3 separate regions of the Rattus norvegicus genome follow, and all the other regions are linked to region 1. Evidence: chromatin contacts called from public Hi-C data. All regions are on one chromosome and are shown on one strand. Each heading gives the region's core, a stretch centred on a gene start, on an enhancer-like site or on the middle of the called end of the contact. The rest is flanking DNA. Distances are from core to core; before and after follow the strand shown. Region 1 holds the start of Klf10 (KLF transcription factor 10). Region 2 holds the start of Azin1 (antizyme inhibitor 1). Region 3 has its middle 41 kb from the start of Azin1.

Evidence for each region. Hi-C and Micro-C count contacts between places; a contact is called where the count stands out from the background.
Region 2: a contact with region 1 is called in a Hi-C map of liver, with 2.8 times the contacts expected there. The contact joins the promoter of Azin1 here to the promoter of Klf10 in region 1. A contact is called at or near these places in 2 of 12 Hi-C or Micro-C datasets (liver and mammary epithelial cells).
Region 3: a contact with region 1 is called in a Hi-C map of kidney, with 7 times the contacts expected there. The contact joins the enhancer-like site here to the promoter of Klf10 in region 1. A contact is called at or near these places in 12 of 12 Hi-C or Micro-C datasets (the A7r5 cell line, the Rat2 cell line, Schwann cells and 7 more) and 1 of 1 datasets of contacts at active chromatin or transcription factors (oligodendrocytes).

Annotation. Positions count from the first base shown.
Region 1 is chr7:71,355,834-71,360,524 of GRCr8, reverse strand. It overlaps Klf10 (KLF transcription factor 10), which reads left to right and starts at 1,845. Exons shown (of 4, transcript NM_031135.2): 1 at 1,845-1,926; 2 at 4,455-4,685. The coding sequence starts at 1,891. LOC134479897 (a long non-coding RNA gene) reads right to left here and starts at 2,074. Exons shown (of 4, transcript XR_010053784.1): 1 at 1,936-2,074.
Region 2 is chr7:71,564,009-71,568,699 of GRCr8, reverse strand. Azin1 (antizyme inhibitor 1) reads left to right here and starts at 2,185. Exons shown (of 12, transcript NM_001301702.1): 1 at 2,185-2,575.
Region 3 is chr7:71,523,398-71,528,088 of GRCr8, reverse strand. No RefSeq gene overlaps it. Among named protein-coding and RNA genes, the nearest start is that of Azin1, 41 kb to the left of the region's middle. Within about 2 kb of position 2,183, at least 83 of the 93 cell types and tissues checked have an H3K27ac peak or open chromatin away from gene starts, as enhancers often do. A contact at or near this core is called in the A7r5 cell line, Schwann cells, hepatocytes and 2 more, where this site is marked.

The DNA of each region.
Region 1 (4,691 bases), core at 596-3,095:
GCCGCTGGGCACACACAAGAGCTTCCTGCGCTGTAGCAGGTGCCCAGGCCAGCTGCTCCAACCCTTCAGATTCAGATCAACAGGATGGGCCAGCCCAAGCGGAAGGAAGCCTGCAGGGAGGGACACTCCTGCAGACAGAAGCAGGGGCACCGGGTGGAGGGAGGCAGGAAGAGCTGCCTGGGTTGCTGAGTTGGCGCTCCTCCAGCGGATTCAAAGCTGGCAGTGACAGGAGGCCATTCAGTCATACCCCCACCCCCACCCCCGCTCCCACCCCTACCCAGGGCCTCTCTGGCCCGTGGGTACTGTCATTAAGTTTGTTGCTGGCTGGCTTTAGGTATACCAGAAGGAACCATCAGATAGATGCTGCTAGTAGAGCTAGCGGCCTCTAAAGCTATTCCCCTCCTTTACCCAGTCTGGTGCTTTAGCACGTCTAGCTCGGCAGGCTGAAAAGCCCATAGGAGGGCAGTGACTTTTGTCTCATGATCCGCCTGATCCAAGAGAGACGATAAAATCTCTAGTTTGCTTTAAGCCCCGTTATCACTGCCTCCGGCTCCAACAGCTGCTGTGAACCCGCACAAACGGGCAAGGGGGTGGGGCAATAGGGCGCCAACGAGGAGCCAAGAGCTCTGGGTCTAGGAGGCTACAGCCTCAGCCCTGGCTGCTGCACACAGAAGGCTGGCTTCCTTAAGAAGCTCAGCTTGCCCCCAATCCCTGGAGTGGTGAAGGGGGACAGGGACAGGAACTCGGTGTTTGAGCCAGTCAGGAATCCCACCAATAAACATGCTTTCTTCACCCCATCCCCACAAGCGGTTTCTTGGCGGGGCGTCGGCGAAGACTGTGGTCCCGCGGGTGGGGGAAGTGGAGTCCACCTTAGAAACAGCTCGAACACTGTATTTTAAACTTGAACTACACCAAACTCAAACTCGATTCTGCCACCGAGCACTCGAGTCTAGGGTTCCCGGCCACGCCACTAGCCCTAAGGTACCAGCTTCCCGTAGTCCCCACACCAACCGCCCAGAAGGACGGGAGGGACGCGCAGAGGCGGGCCCTGCTGCCAGTGCCTGTGCTGCAGATGGGAGGACGAGCCAACGCCTGCCGCCTGGGCGTGGGCGGTGAGTGCGAGCAGGTGTCTGTTCCGTGACAGGGCTCCCGCCGCCACCACCTCGCCCTGGTTCTCCCCAGTCCTCACGGTTTAGAGTGACAAAATCCGGCAAATGCTCAGAAATGCCACTCAGTGGTTCACCCGGCTCTTGCCTCCACGCAAGACCCACGAGAACCGCGCTTCCAAAGAACGTCTGGTGGCCAGGAGCCGCGCCTGCAGCCTCCGCCTTCTGCTCGGGGTCCCGCCCACTCCCTGGCGGGCCCAGACGCTGCGGGCGCGAAGGGGACTGGGCGGAGCGGGCTTCCCTCCCCACCCCCCACGTGGGCCGGCTCTCCGCAAAGCCTGGTCGCCGCCACCGCGCCTCTCGGCTATGCCCCGCCGGCGGCGCCGCCTCCGGGCATGGGCGGGGTACTGAAGACTTGGGCGAGGGGCGTCACGGAGTCAGGTGGTCCCCGTAGTTCCCCCGGGCTGGACGGAGGGAACACGGTGCCTCGGGTTGTGTACACGCTCCACTGACAGAGCTTCTTGCAGCCGGGCAGCCGCTGATCACGCGTGGCCCCGCCAGCCCATTGGCTGAGGCCTCACACACCTTTACCGCTGATTGGTCGATACCACGCCCCGCCTTCCACCCCGCCCGCGGCGCGGGGCAGGCAGAGCGGCTACCTGCATGGGGAGGGGGGCAGACAGCGCGGAGCGCGGTGGCGTCGACGTCTAGTGTCTCAGTGCTCCGTCTGTGGCTAGGCAGCCAGCAGCCAAGCAGCTCGCGACCTACGGCCAGGCAGCCAACCATGCTTAACTTCGGCGCTTCTCTCCAGCAAGCTTCGGTAAGTTACCTGGAGATGCTGGTCCTTTCCTCCTGCTGTGTCCGGGAGCCAGCCGAAGAGCGGAGGGAGCATGAGCCCCTAAATAAACCACGCCTGAGAACCCAGGCTGCAGCGGGGTCTTGCAAGGGTTTTCCTCCCTGTAGGCTGGGAATATCATCGAGGGCATGTGCAGAAGAGGGGGTCGGAAGAAAAAGCCTGGGACGTGCACCAGGGGAGAGCGATCCTACCCCTGGGTGTCCAGGAGACAAGGGGGACTCTCGGGGAGACCCCAGGAGGCGAGTGAGCTGGAGGAGCTGTCTCCCTGGGAGCGCAGTTGAGATGGGAGGGGGCGCCCTGCACCTGGCTCTGGCGGGAGATGCCCGTCTGCAGCAGGAATGCGACTCAGGGTGGCAAAGACTACTCATGGGCTGTCTACCCGAGAGGCGGGCGCCTGCTCGTCGGGGGAGGGGGGAACCCTGCCAGGTGGAGACCGCGCGGCTGGGCTAGCCCGGGGCTGGGGGAGGGGATGGCCGGCTTCGCGCGGGGTATGGATGGCACGCGGGCTCTCCGGCCGCCAGGGGGGCCGTGGCACCCCCGCAGACGTCGGGAGGGGGCTCTCATCCCAGGCGGAGGCAGGTGGCTGCCTGTAGACTACTCTTGGCAGGGTGCAGGGTCCTGCCTTGGAGCCCGACAGCTGGGCGGGGGAGTCGGGACCGCGAGACGCGGGGGCCGCGTGTCGAGGCGGGAACCGTGGGGCCGGGCGCCTGGAGCCCGTGCTGTGGGCGCCGTACGTCTGGGAGTCTGCAGAGACGCGGCTTGCGGGGGCCCAGGCTGCCGGAAGCAGCAGCCAGGGACGCCGCGCCTGCGGGAGACGCGGGTGGGCTGAGGTCCCGCGGGCCGAGTGGGCGGAGCGCCCAGGCTCCGGCCGCTCCCCGGGGGCGGCGAGCAGGAGGAGGGCGGCGGTCGGGCTTCCGCGGGGACCCGGCTCCACCTCCCGCAGCCGAGGCGGAGGCCAGGGATGGGCGGCGAGCGGGTGCGCCCGGGGAGCTCCTCGTCCCCGAGTGACCCAGCTCTGGCCTCCGCCAGGGGCGGGAACGAGGCCCGGCCCTGCTGTCGGTTCCTAAGGGAACCGCGGCTCGGGGGAGGTGGAAGGGGCGGGTGCCTCCAGAGCCGACACCGCCCAGCCCTCGCGCCGCCCGGCGCGCACTGGCGAGCGGTTGGCGGCGGCGCCCGCGGCCCCTCCCCGGCCGGGTGGAGGCGGGGGCCCGTGCTCAGGAAGTAGGGGAAAGGTGACGGCGCGGCAATTCCCAGTTCACGTTTCCTGCGCCGCCCGGAGCAGCCGCTGATCACGCTTTGTTCACATGCCTCGCCCCCTCCTCGCGCCCCCACCCTGCGCCGCCCAGCCAATCCGGGCACGGGCCGCAGGCCGGCTGGCCAATGGCAGGGGCGGGGCGCGGGGACGTGCGCGCGGCGGGCAGTGTTCCCGGTGACTCACCAGCCAGCCTCATTGAGGTTAGGGCGGCCCCATCCGTCGGTCCCCGCCAGCGAGGATCTCCCCCGCCGGCCTCCTGCGCCCCGCCCCCGCCTCCACCCGGCTTCCCTTTCCTGCCTCGCACCAGCTCTTCGCTCCCCTCCCAGCTTCCCCTCCCGGCGCACATTCTTCACCCCTGCCTGCCTTTTTTTCCACCCCTTTCTTTGAGTCGGTGACCATAGGCTTTTTACACTTACAGTGTTCATCCATTGCAGCTTACATAAAGGCGCGAACGATTATGCAATTACCTTGTTAGTGTATTTCAAGAGCATTGTCTTGTTTTCCCACCCTCAATGGGAAGATAGGCATCTTTAAAAAAAAGGCTTTCAGATTATCTTTGCCGTTTTATTTATGTATTAGGTTTTTGAGAGGAGGGTAGAGATGGCGATTCTTTTTAAATGAAGGTCAAAGAACTTTCAGTGTGAGACATTAGGCTGACGGTGTTGCACCCAGCACGATCGGTTATCAAGCCGTGTTTAAATTGAAACCAACTTGTACTCAGTTTTTGGGGGTTTCGTTATTGTTTTTCTTCATATCCCAAGAACATTATACCTTTTATGCCTGTCTAGTCTTTTGTGGTATAGAAAAGCATTGCATTGAATAAATCCGGTAAAATCATAGATGTGAAGAGAATGAGACTTGACCAAAACATTTTTTCCCTTTTTGGTTGCTTTGCGTGTGTTTTGCATTTCGAGATTCAGCTTCCAATTGCTTGGCCTTGACATTCCTGAGACTATACATGTATCCCACCATGCCTGACTGTATTTGTGTGTGTACACTTACTTTATTTAATCTTCCCATATGTGATGATGTTACCCATTTCACACTTTAGATAAGTAGAGACCACTCTCACCTGGAAGTAGTTTACTTTTTAAGTCAAATTACATTTTAGGACACTGGTCTTAATCCCCTTTCTGGCAATAAGGTGGCCCTTAACTTTAAATTAAAACAGTGAACATTGTACATCCCTGTGGTTTGGAAAACTAATAGCCGATGGCTTTAACTTTCGTTTGTGTAGGAGGGGAAAATGGAACTAATTTCTGAAAAGTCCAAAGAGGGAGCACATCCCTGGGACAAAGCTGAACAGAGTGACTTTGAAGCTGTGGAAGCGCTCATGTCCATGAGCTGCGACTGGAAGTCTCACTTCAAGAAATACCTTGAAAACAGGCCTGTCACACCAGTGTCTGATACCTCAGAGGAAGACAGTTTGCTTCCAGGGACGCCTGACCTTCAGACCGTCCCAGCATTCGTGAGT
Region 2 (4,691 bases), core at 936-3,435, 210 kb before region 1:
GGCCCCTAATTAAAATGTTTCTAGAATGCAGGACAAGTTCTCATCCCTTCTCAATCTCTCCCTCACAGAGCTTTTTATTTATTCTTTGTGACCAATGCCTCTGGAGTGGAAGCAGAAAGGCCACTCCCAGTTCTCCTACCCACCCGTTTCTGTCCTTTCTTTCATCTGCTTCCTTTGCCAGAACACTGGCTCTCAGAATCCTGTTTCCCTGGAACATAGGCCCTAGGATTCACCCTGAACTATTTCCTGGGAACTTTTTTCTCAGATGCAGCCACTTCTTCCTTTTACTCAGTTCCTTGCAGTATTTACCTTGTTCTCTGCCAATAATTTGGTTATTATACGAACATCCCATTTCTCCTGCTAGACTGTAAATAAAATGTCAAATGGTGTGTTCAGGTGGGCTAAAGCTTCCTTGGGAAGGTGCTGTGGTCTGAGTGGATCAGAACATAACGACAGTGTTAGAGGCTGAGCACAGTGGATCATAACTTCAAATCTCAGCACTTTAGGATTGAAATGAATTCAAGGCCCACATGGGCAACATATTCCTGTCTCGAAAAAGGAAAAGGAGAGGGGAGAGAAGCATGGAGAGGGAGGAGGTAAGAAAAAGCTAAGACATGTCAAGAATAGGGAAAACAAAAACCAGAAATTGAGCTCACACCTCCCAACTTGTAATGCTCTCTACCTCTGAAACATTCTGGCCCTACCAGACCTGCAAGGGCTCTTCCTTTCCTTCTACCTTGTGGATTTATTACTAAACTGCTTACAAGATGAATGGAGTGAAAGAATGTGAAGGGGAGAGGGGTTCAGGGTCTTACTTTAAAAGATCTCACTTTGGAGGGGCATCGTAAACAGGACACAAGTCTGTAATCTAACCCCCTGAAGTTGAGGCAGGAGACTCACTGGAGGTCAGTTTCAGCTGCAGAGAAGTACCCTGTCTGCCTGTCCCTCCCATTCATTGTGCTGAGTCTGGAGTTACAAAGATTTAGCAGGCTAGGACTGACACTAGTGCTAAAATGGCCTTTGTTTTGTTTTGCTTTTTCCAGACAGGGTCTCACAATGTGTAGCTCAGGCTGTCTAGAAACCAGGCTAGCTGCGAACTCAAGAGATCCACCAGCTTCTGCCTTCTTAGTGCTGAAATTAAAGACATGCACCACTGCATCCAGCTAGAAAAAGGCTTTTTAAATGTGAGCCATTTAAGGTTACATAGGCCATCTTACTTTGGTAATAAAAGTTTATTAAAGAATAGAAAAGGCCAGGTGTGGTGGAACATGCCTTTAGTACCAGCACCTGGGAGACAGAGGCAGGTAGCATGCAAGGCTAGCCTGGTATATAGAGGGAGTTCCAGGACAGCTAGGGCTGCATAGAGAAACCCTTTCGAGAGAAACAAAAGAATTAAAAAAATAATGACTTCAAAGGGGAAAAACAGGGGACTAAAAAGATGTACCTTAAAGTCATGTAACTTTAGTAACACTGCCCCATTTTAACAGGGTTAGGTATGACTGCATCAATCCTTTTTGAAAATGAAGACAAAGAAAAGCCACATTAAAAAAAATTCTACTGCACCATATTGCAACACGCGAACACTGAGGAACATTCTGGTGCGATCAAAGCTTCAGTAACCACACCGGACTGGTTCTTGCTGGCCACGGGGAACCCGTTTCCATAACGGAGCTCCGCATCCCGTGGAGAGGCGGGAACCTCTTCCTCGGAATACAGTCCCCGGGCATGTCTACAGTTCTTACATAAACTAGTGCACAGAGAAAGCCCCGTGATGGCGCCCACCCGCCTCTCGTGAAATACTGGTGTCGCTAAGCCGAGGACCCAGGACCGTCCCGAAGGCTGCTGTTAGCATGAACTAGCCGCCGGTTCACAAAGCGGATCGTTAACTGCTAGCGTGGAGCGCAGGCGCCTCAAGGGCGAAGGCGCGCTCTGCGATCCGCAGGGCCGCGCGCCCTCTGCCCCGCCTACGAGCCTAGCAACCCGCCGGGGAGCGGCCGGTAGCGCGAGGGCGGGAAGCGAGCGCCCGGCCAGCACCTGCAAGGCCCAGTGGTCCCGCCCCTTGGCCCCCTAACTGCGCAAGGCTGTCTTTCCTCTTCCGCCCCTCCCACATTCCCCGGCGGCACAGGCCCCACCCCTCTCGCGCGGCAGACCAGCCGTCTGTGACGTCGCAAGCCCCGCCCTCTCAATATAAATACTGGCGTCTCCGGCGCCGCCTTCCCACACTCTCTGGCTCAACTCTCGGCCGCGGTGTTTCCGTTTCTCTCCCTGGTTGTCGCCTGCTCTGCTCTTCTCATCCTTCTCGCTCTGCTGCTCTGCGGAGTGACGAGGCTGAATCTTCTCCCCACCCAGTTCGCGCTTTTCTTCTTTTTCTCGCGCCGCTCCATTTCTCCAGTCCGGCTGCCGCCGCCACTGCTGCTCAGCTGGTGTCGGTGCCGCGCGTTTCCCCCACGTCGTCCCCGCAGCCTATGGCCCAGGCCGCCTTGGGTATTTCTGCTCAAGGTAACCACATCCCTCTTTAAAAATTCCGCCGAAAAAGAGAAGACGCTTTACCCGACTCTTTGGGCCGTTATCTCACGTGAGTACCGGGCTTAGGGGCGCGGGAGGGTCGGGCGCCTGGGCTGGGCCACGCCGCCCTCGGTGTCCCCGCAGTGCCCCGCAGCCGGCGGCCTCGAACATGGCGGCCGCCGGTGTGTGTGGCGGCTGCCGGTGGCCCCGGCGGCAGCGAGCGCCTCGCGACTCTGGGCGGCAGCCTGCCGCGGTTGGGCGAGGGGGCGTGTGCGCGTGGGGCCCCGCGCTCGGGGGCAGGCTGGCGGTGGTCGCGGTTCCTTCTCGGCGGCATGCGGCCCCCACCCCACTCCCGTGGTGCATTGCTGTTTCCGGGGAGGGGGGTCCGGCGGCAGCACTGAGGGCTGGGGGGGTCCCATCGCCCCCTCTCGGTCTCAGTGCCTGCAGGGGGTTGTGGTGCGGAGTGGACCGGCTGCGGCGGCCGGGGCTCCGGGTTATGAATGAAGCGGGGCGGGCCTCGAGCCGGCATCTGGTGACAGCTGGGAGGAGGCTGGATTCTTGCGGGCGGGGGATGGGGTGCAGAGTGCGCGCTCCCCCTCTGGCGGTGGAAAGTTGACCTCACTCGGGGCCCGGCGGCGGGGAAGCCCCGGTGTCAAGTAGCAAGCGAATAGGCCTTTGGCCCCTTCTGGAAACCTCGGCGCTGCTGCCCCGCCCCTGCGGCTCTGCTGATTGGGCCAAGTCGCTTTCACTTACCCCAGTCACCTCCTGAAGCCTGGAGATTAGTCACCATGGCTTCGTTTTCTAGTCCTCGCTGTGATCGCGGGACAGAAAGAGGGCAAGGGGTAGGTTGATGCGGCTTATTAAGGGCTATGTTGGCTGCCAGCAGTTGGTGGTGGTGAAACGTTTTACAGGGATCATATATCGTGAACGTGTGTTTGTTACTGGTTAAACGACCAAGAAGGGGGGGGTGTTTACAGCTTCAAGGTATTTGAACAGATTGAACTCAGTTTTGTGGTGGATGTTAGGTTGTTTGTGTACTGTCGTGTTTTACCATTAATATATAGACTGGGTGAGAGCTGATTAACTCCCTTACTCAGGAAAGGATTATGTGGACTATGAACTAGCCTGGCAGAAATAGATCTGACAGAATGCTTGGTACCCTGAGGAGTTCACATTAAGTAGAAAAGGATGTTTAAATAAAAAATGGTAGATTAATCGAGTAATCAATTTACTTCTCTCCTAAGGTTTTAGTATGATTCCCAACAAAGAAATCAGAGTGGTACTTTCCAATTTAGATTCCACAGCTAACATTTTGCTATACTTACCTTCCAGCCATCTTACTAATTCTGCATTTCAGACATCAGAATGGTTCATAGCTCTAACTTTAGTATTCCAATATATTAAATACAGTTCTATACTCAGCTTTTAGTAATTGGCAGTAAAATTCCCATTACTTATTTGTTCCGTTTGATTAGTTTTTATTTTTAGTTTGTTTGAAACAGGGCCTCACTTTGTAACCCAGACTGAGTTGTCAATTTACCTCCCACATCAGCGTGGTGCTAGGATTACAGGCTCAGGACCAGTCTGGCTTGTGTTTAAGAAGTTTTTTATTTTTGTTGTTTATTTTTTTTATTGTGTTTAGGAAGTTTTAACAAAGTGATTCAGGGGGTTGTACACTGTAATTCCAGGAAGTTCTTGGAACTAGCCTTGGCCACTTAAAAGCAAAATTCTGTGTCTAAAGAGGGGAGAGACAGCTTTAAATCTGTCAAGATATAGAACATTGTTAACACCCCCACAAAGCTCTTGACAGTGAGTTCACCTCAGTTTGTGTGAGGCCTGTTTAGTCTTCTGTTTTTATCTTGTTTTTTATATCAAGACTTAAATGGAATCAATTGATATGTCCTCTTTTGTGTAAAAGGCTTTTATTTAACATGGTTTTGTATGTTAATAAGTTAATAGCATACTTATTAAAACATTGCCTGGCCCAGTGCTTTTAGGGAAGCAAGGGCTAGTCAGATCTGAGAGTTTGAGGATAGCCAGGGCTGTACCGAGAAATCCTGTCTACAAAAAACAAAACAAAACAATAAAAATCCAAAAGCCAACCAAAGTAAAACAAAACAAAAAATGGGAAAGTTGCAGAAATAGTAGTAACATTTGTGACGATAATGCCGAGGGGAAAACAGTTT
Region 3 (4,691 bases), core at 934-3,433, 170 kb before region 1:
CGGGACCTGCAAATCCAAATCTGAATACGGAGAGGTTTTCGGAATGGGGGCGGGGCGGGGTCAGCAATCCCAATAACAAAATTACTAGAGTGTGTGTACCACCAGTTTCCGAGGAGCAGTCTAGTTCTAACTAGGCGTGGCACCACCTCTGCGTTTCCCTAAGGACCTTGACAGTTCACTTGTCCTCTACCCTCCCTACCCCTCTCACACCCTCAGGGAAAAAACTCTACTGTGGACTAGCTGCTTTTCAACCACAGGCTTGAGTTTAACACCAACCCCCCTAGGATTAGGGATCTGTAACCAGCAAAGTCCCAAGACCTTAGCGTCAAAGGTCACAGAGTTGTTCCGTTTCTTTTAATGCTGCTGTTTCAGATCCCAATTCCAGCTTTTCCACTTGCTGCCCTACTATGGTAGTGTCCTACTAAGGTAGTGTCTCAGCTTGCTTCTTCAGCTGACAAATGGAGGCCACACTGCTTGGTTGTGACTGGATCTGGGACTCCTGAGAAATCCCCTCCTTTTGTTTGCAGACTCCCACTGAGTCCTTTCAGTATTTATGTCAAGAAATTCTTCCTACAGTGCTTGAGACTTGACACTGGGTGACCAGTATCATCTGCCTTGTAGCAGCCTAACTCTAAGTCACATTTAAATGACATCGATGTCTTAAGTCCCGTGAACAGGAAGTGGGGGGTAAATAAACACAGGGAGGAATCATGCTAGATTGGGAGTCTCCGTAAAATTTCAAAATTTCTTAGTAAATCAGGATCAAGGGAAAATTGTCCAACCCTGTGCTTAACACTGATGGGGAATTCACCTCAAGATTCCCAGGCCCCACACTCCTCAGGTATGCATGGGGGTGTTATTCTCCCCTCCCCACCCCCCCCAGGTTCACAGTGGTAATCACTATCAGAAAGGTTAGCCTTCCTCCCTCCTTCCTGTTAGGACCTTCTGCCCCAGCCGCAGGACAGGTGCATGGCACAGACAGACCTCCCAGTCATGGGAGTCCAACTGCTCCTGTCGGCCTCCTAGCCCCCCCGCCCTGTACCATGGTGGAGTCAAGTTTTCTCCTTTGAAGTTTTCTAAGACATTGTTTTCTGAATCTGTTCTCACAGGACCCAGGTAGAGAAGGTTGACAGAACAGGCAATCATTTGTGTCATTTATATAAGGGAAATCCTTATATCAGAGCAGAGCAGAGCAGAGCAGAGCAGAGCAGAGCAGAGATGAGACCAGGAGTCCAAAGGCCAAGAGATCCTGTTCTGAGTTCCAGGCTGACACATACAGACTTGGTGGCGACCCATGTCCATCAGTGGGTCTGTGAAACCACATTTCTAGAAGGGGGAATCTCATGCTACACCTCTTCTGTTTCCCAAAGCACCTTTAAGTAATCCAAAGTGTTGGCAATTAAGACCCGCTGTGTGGGTCAGTACAGTGACTGACGGACGGAATAGGAAAATGTGAAGTCTGGACTAAAAAGCCGATCTGCACTCAGCGCCAAGTCATAAGACGCCCAAGGCCAGGTTCCTTTAGCTGTGACTGAGCAGGACTGTGGGATTCTTGGAAGGGACCCATCTGGGAATGAGCATGACTACATGCCAGGCACAGTGGGCACACCGCAGTCTGCTCCAGGTCCTTCTAGGCCACCGTGCCTCATTTTAAGTGCCACAGCTGTGCGGCTAGTCTGGAGCAGCTAATGCTCTGGGTTTTTCCAAGCAAGGGGGACTGCTTGCTGATTATAGAATTTACACTCGGGTTTTCCAGAGCATCTAGGGTTTCCTTCAAGGTGTTTAGAATGCATTTCCCCCGTCTGGTCTGTCTACATCATTTCTACAAAAGCCCCCTACCCTAACGCCAACCCACTAGAGTTACTGCGACTGTTTTCCACACATACCCCACCCCTTCTCATGACTAACTGGGGTGCACATGTTACCCTGTATGCATGCCTGTGAAGTCCTATCTCATCTTGCAGATGAGATACTTGGGATGGAAAGCCTTGCACAGAGCAGCCTCAAATATCTTTAGAGAATTTGTCCCTGTTTAGGACAGGGTGGACACCAAACAGACGATCTCTCGAGATCCACACCCTTTTCTGAGAATTCTTTGACCCCTGGCTGCATTTCCTGAGTGCCACAGGGCCTTGCGGTCAGCCATTGACAGGAAAGATCTGGAGCCAGGCTTGGAGCCAGGCTTTGAGCCAGCAAGTGGTGTCCACAGACGCAGTGTAGCTTCCCTAGAGAGGGCTAGGGTAAGAGCGAGGCCAGGAAGGAAAGACTCCAGTCCCCGGTGCTGGTGTGGATGCTCTGCTCTTCCCCAAAAGACCTTCAAGTCTAAAGACCCGGAGCAAACATCAGCGACCTCGGCTACCACCCCAGCCAGTGGACACCTAGGAACGGCTCTTCTCTCTCTCTCTCTCTCCCTCTCCTCTCTCTCTCTCTCTCTGTCTCGATCGCTCGCAGGAGGCGTGCTGCAGGTAGTTCAGGCAGCTGCCAGCCATGCAGCTCCCCGCTCCATTGCTCGCCTGCGCCCCAGCTCTTTCTTAGGGGTTTTCCGGCTCCGGGAGCCCCAAAGCCACCCGGGGCGCGCACAGCTTTCTGATGAGTCAGCAGCAGCCGGGAGCTTCGGGCCACCGCGGGCATCTGCTCCGTGACGCACCGTGAGTCACGGGCGCCCGGGCAGCCGCAGCCCGCCAGCTTCGCTGCAGCGCCGCCCCCACGGCGCCCACCGGGCCGGGCGCCCGCACCCGCACCCGCACCGTGCCTCTCCTTGGCTTCCCCGCCGCGGCCGGGTTCCAGGCTGACATCAGACGCTGGCCGCCAGGCCACCCTCTGAGTCAACAGTTTCCGAAGCGCAGCCTGCTGCCAGGGGCGGGGGAGACGCAGCCTCCCGGGGAGGCGCGGCCCGCACCAGTCCCGCTGCGATGGAGGGCGGAGGTGGGAGTGGGTGGGGACTAACGGGGCCTTTACCAGAAGTCACGAGGCCGAGGGAGAAGGGAGGGCCAACGCCACCCTGCGGGGTAGCTGGGTGCCTTGGAAGCCCGCCGCCCCGGGCCACACGCTGCAGCCGGCGCTGGGTGGCAAAGCTGGACCCGCCCCGAGGGCGGGAGGAGAGGAAAGGCGGGCCCTTGCTGGGAAAGGCCCCAGGCCAAGTTTCTAGAAGCAGGAAATGCACCGCCCTGGAGACCTCACTCGGCTCCAGGGTGCCAGGGGACCGCTAAGGCTGAAGTCCGGCCGCCAGCCCTTTGGTGGGGACAGCTTTGAATAAACCCTACTGCTGGGGGCCTGGCCTTGCTTGTTTAGTATCAGACCAGAGGGGCTAGGGCCTCACTTTACCCTCTCAGTGGGCTGCAGACCCTGTAGTGAATTTGGGATGGCGACGTAGGGAGGCACCCCTCCTCAGCTAAAGGAGATGTATGTGCAAAGATAGTTTCCAGGGTCCTGGTATTAGCGAACAGGTGGTTTCTTGTTAATAGGGGCAGTAATTCTATGAAAAAAAGGCATGAAAAGGAAGAGAAGGATTTTGAGAATGAGTAAATATCAGTGGAGGACTTAATTCTTTATCCCAAAACAAGTTTCCAGAAGTTGAGGATGTGGCTTGGTGGTAGAGCGTTTGCCTGTTGCAGGTCTAGTTCTTAGGGGTGTGTGTGTGTGTGTGTGTGTGTGTGTGTGTGTGTGTGTGTGTGTGTGTGTTGGGAGTGGAGGGTGGTGGATTGAATTTCCCACCGGAGCCCCACATTTGTAGACTAATCTGGCCCTCCTCTGTGTAGCAAGGCTAGGCATGTCTGGGTGCTTTGAGCTGCCTCCGAGTCTGCCCAGTAACTAATCTGTGTCTAGGAGGCCCAAGGAAAGCAAACCATGAGCTCTGGGGACTAAGCATGAGCTTAGTGATAGAATTCGTACCCAGAAGCCACCAGGTCTAGCCTTGTTCTCTAGCCACAAATGCAACAGTTAAGAAAAAAAGAAGTATAAGAAACATGTACCGGGGCTGGGGATTTAGCTCAGTGGTAGAGGGCTTACCTAGGAAGCGCAAGCCCCTGGGTTCGGTCCCCAGCTCCGAAAAAAAGAACAAAAAAAAAAAAAAAAAAAAAAAAAGAAAGAAAAAGAAACATGTACCATCAATGAACTCCATAGGCTCTGGACGATTCTTTAACTCTAGCAGTTCTCTGTTACCAGCTGAAACAGGAAGGCAGGATCAGGAGGAGCTGGGAGGACCCTGAAAGACAGAGAATGTCTACAGTGCTTGGTTTTCTCTTACACTCGAACCTCTTTGATCCGTCTGTGACCCTAGGATGACTAAGACTGTGGGCCTCCAGCTGGAGTTCGTTGTGGGCCCCTTTCCTGGATTTTACTTGCTATTTTTCCCACAGCCACCAGTTAATTAATGGTGCCAGTCTGGGGAGGGAGGTGTCTGTGTCTCCCGGAGAAGCCAGGAGCCTTCAACAACAGCTGGGCTTTGCGAACTGGTCCAGATCTGCCCTGCCTATTCATCAGTAGTGCCTGACAGGGACTGTGTGAGCTTCTCCTTGCCCTGTGTGACCTTCACCTAGACTTAGGCTGAGAGTGAACCTTCTGGGTTTGGACACCTTTTTCCTCAGTGTGCTTTTCAAGGGTGGGCAGTTCGTTTCCGCCATCCCAGTTGGAAATAGCATTGAACCAGACCCCCCTCCCCCCCTTTTTTTTTCGTGCAGCAGAGTTAAGAA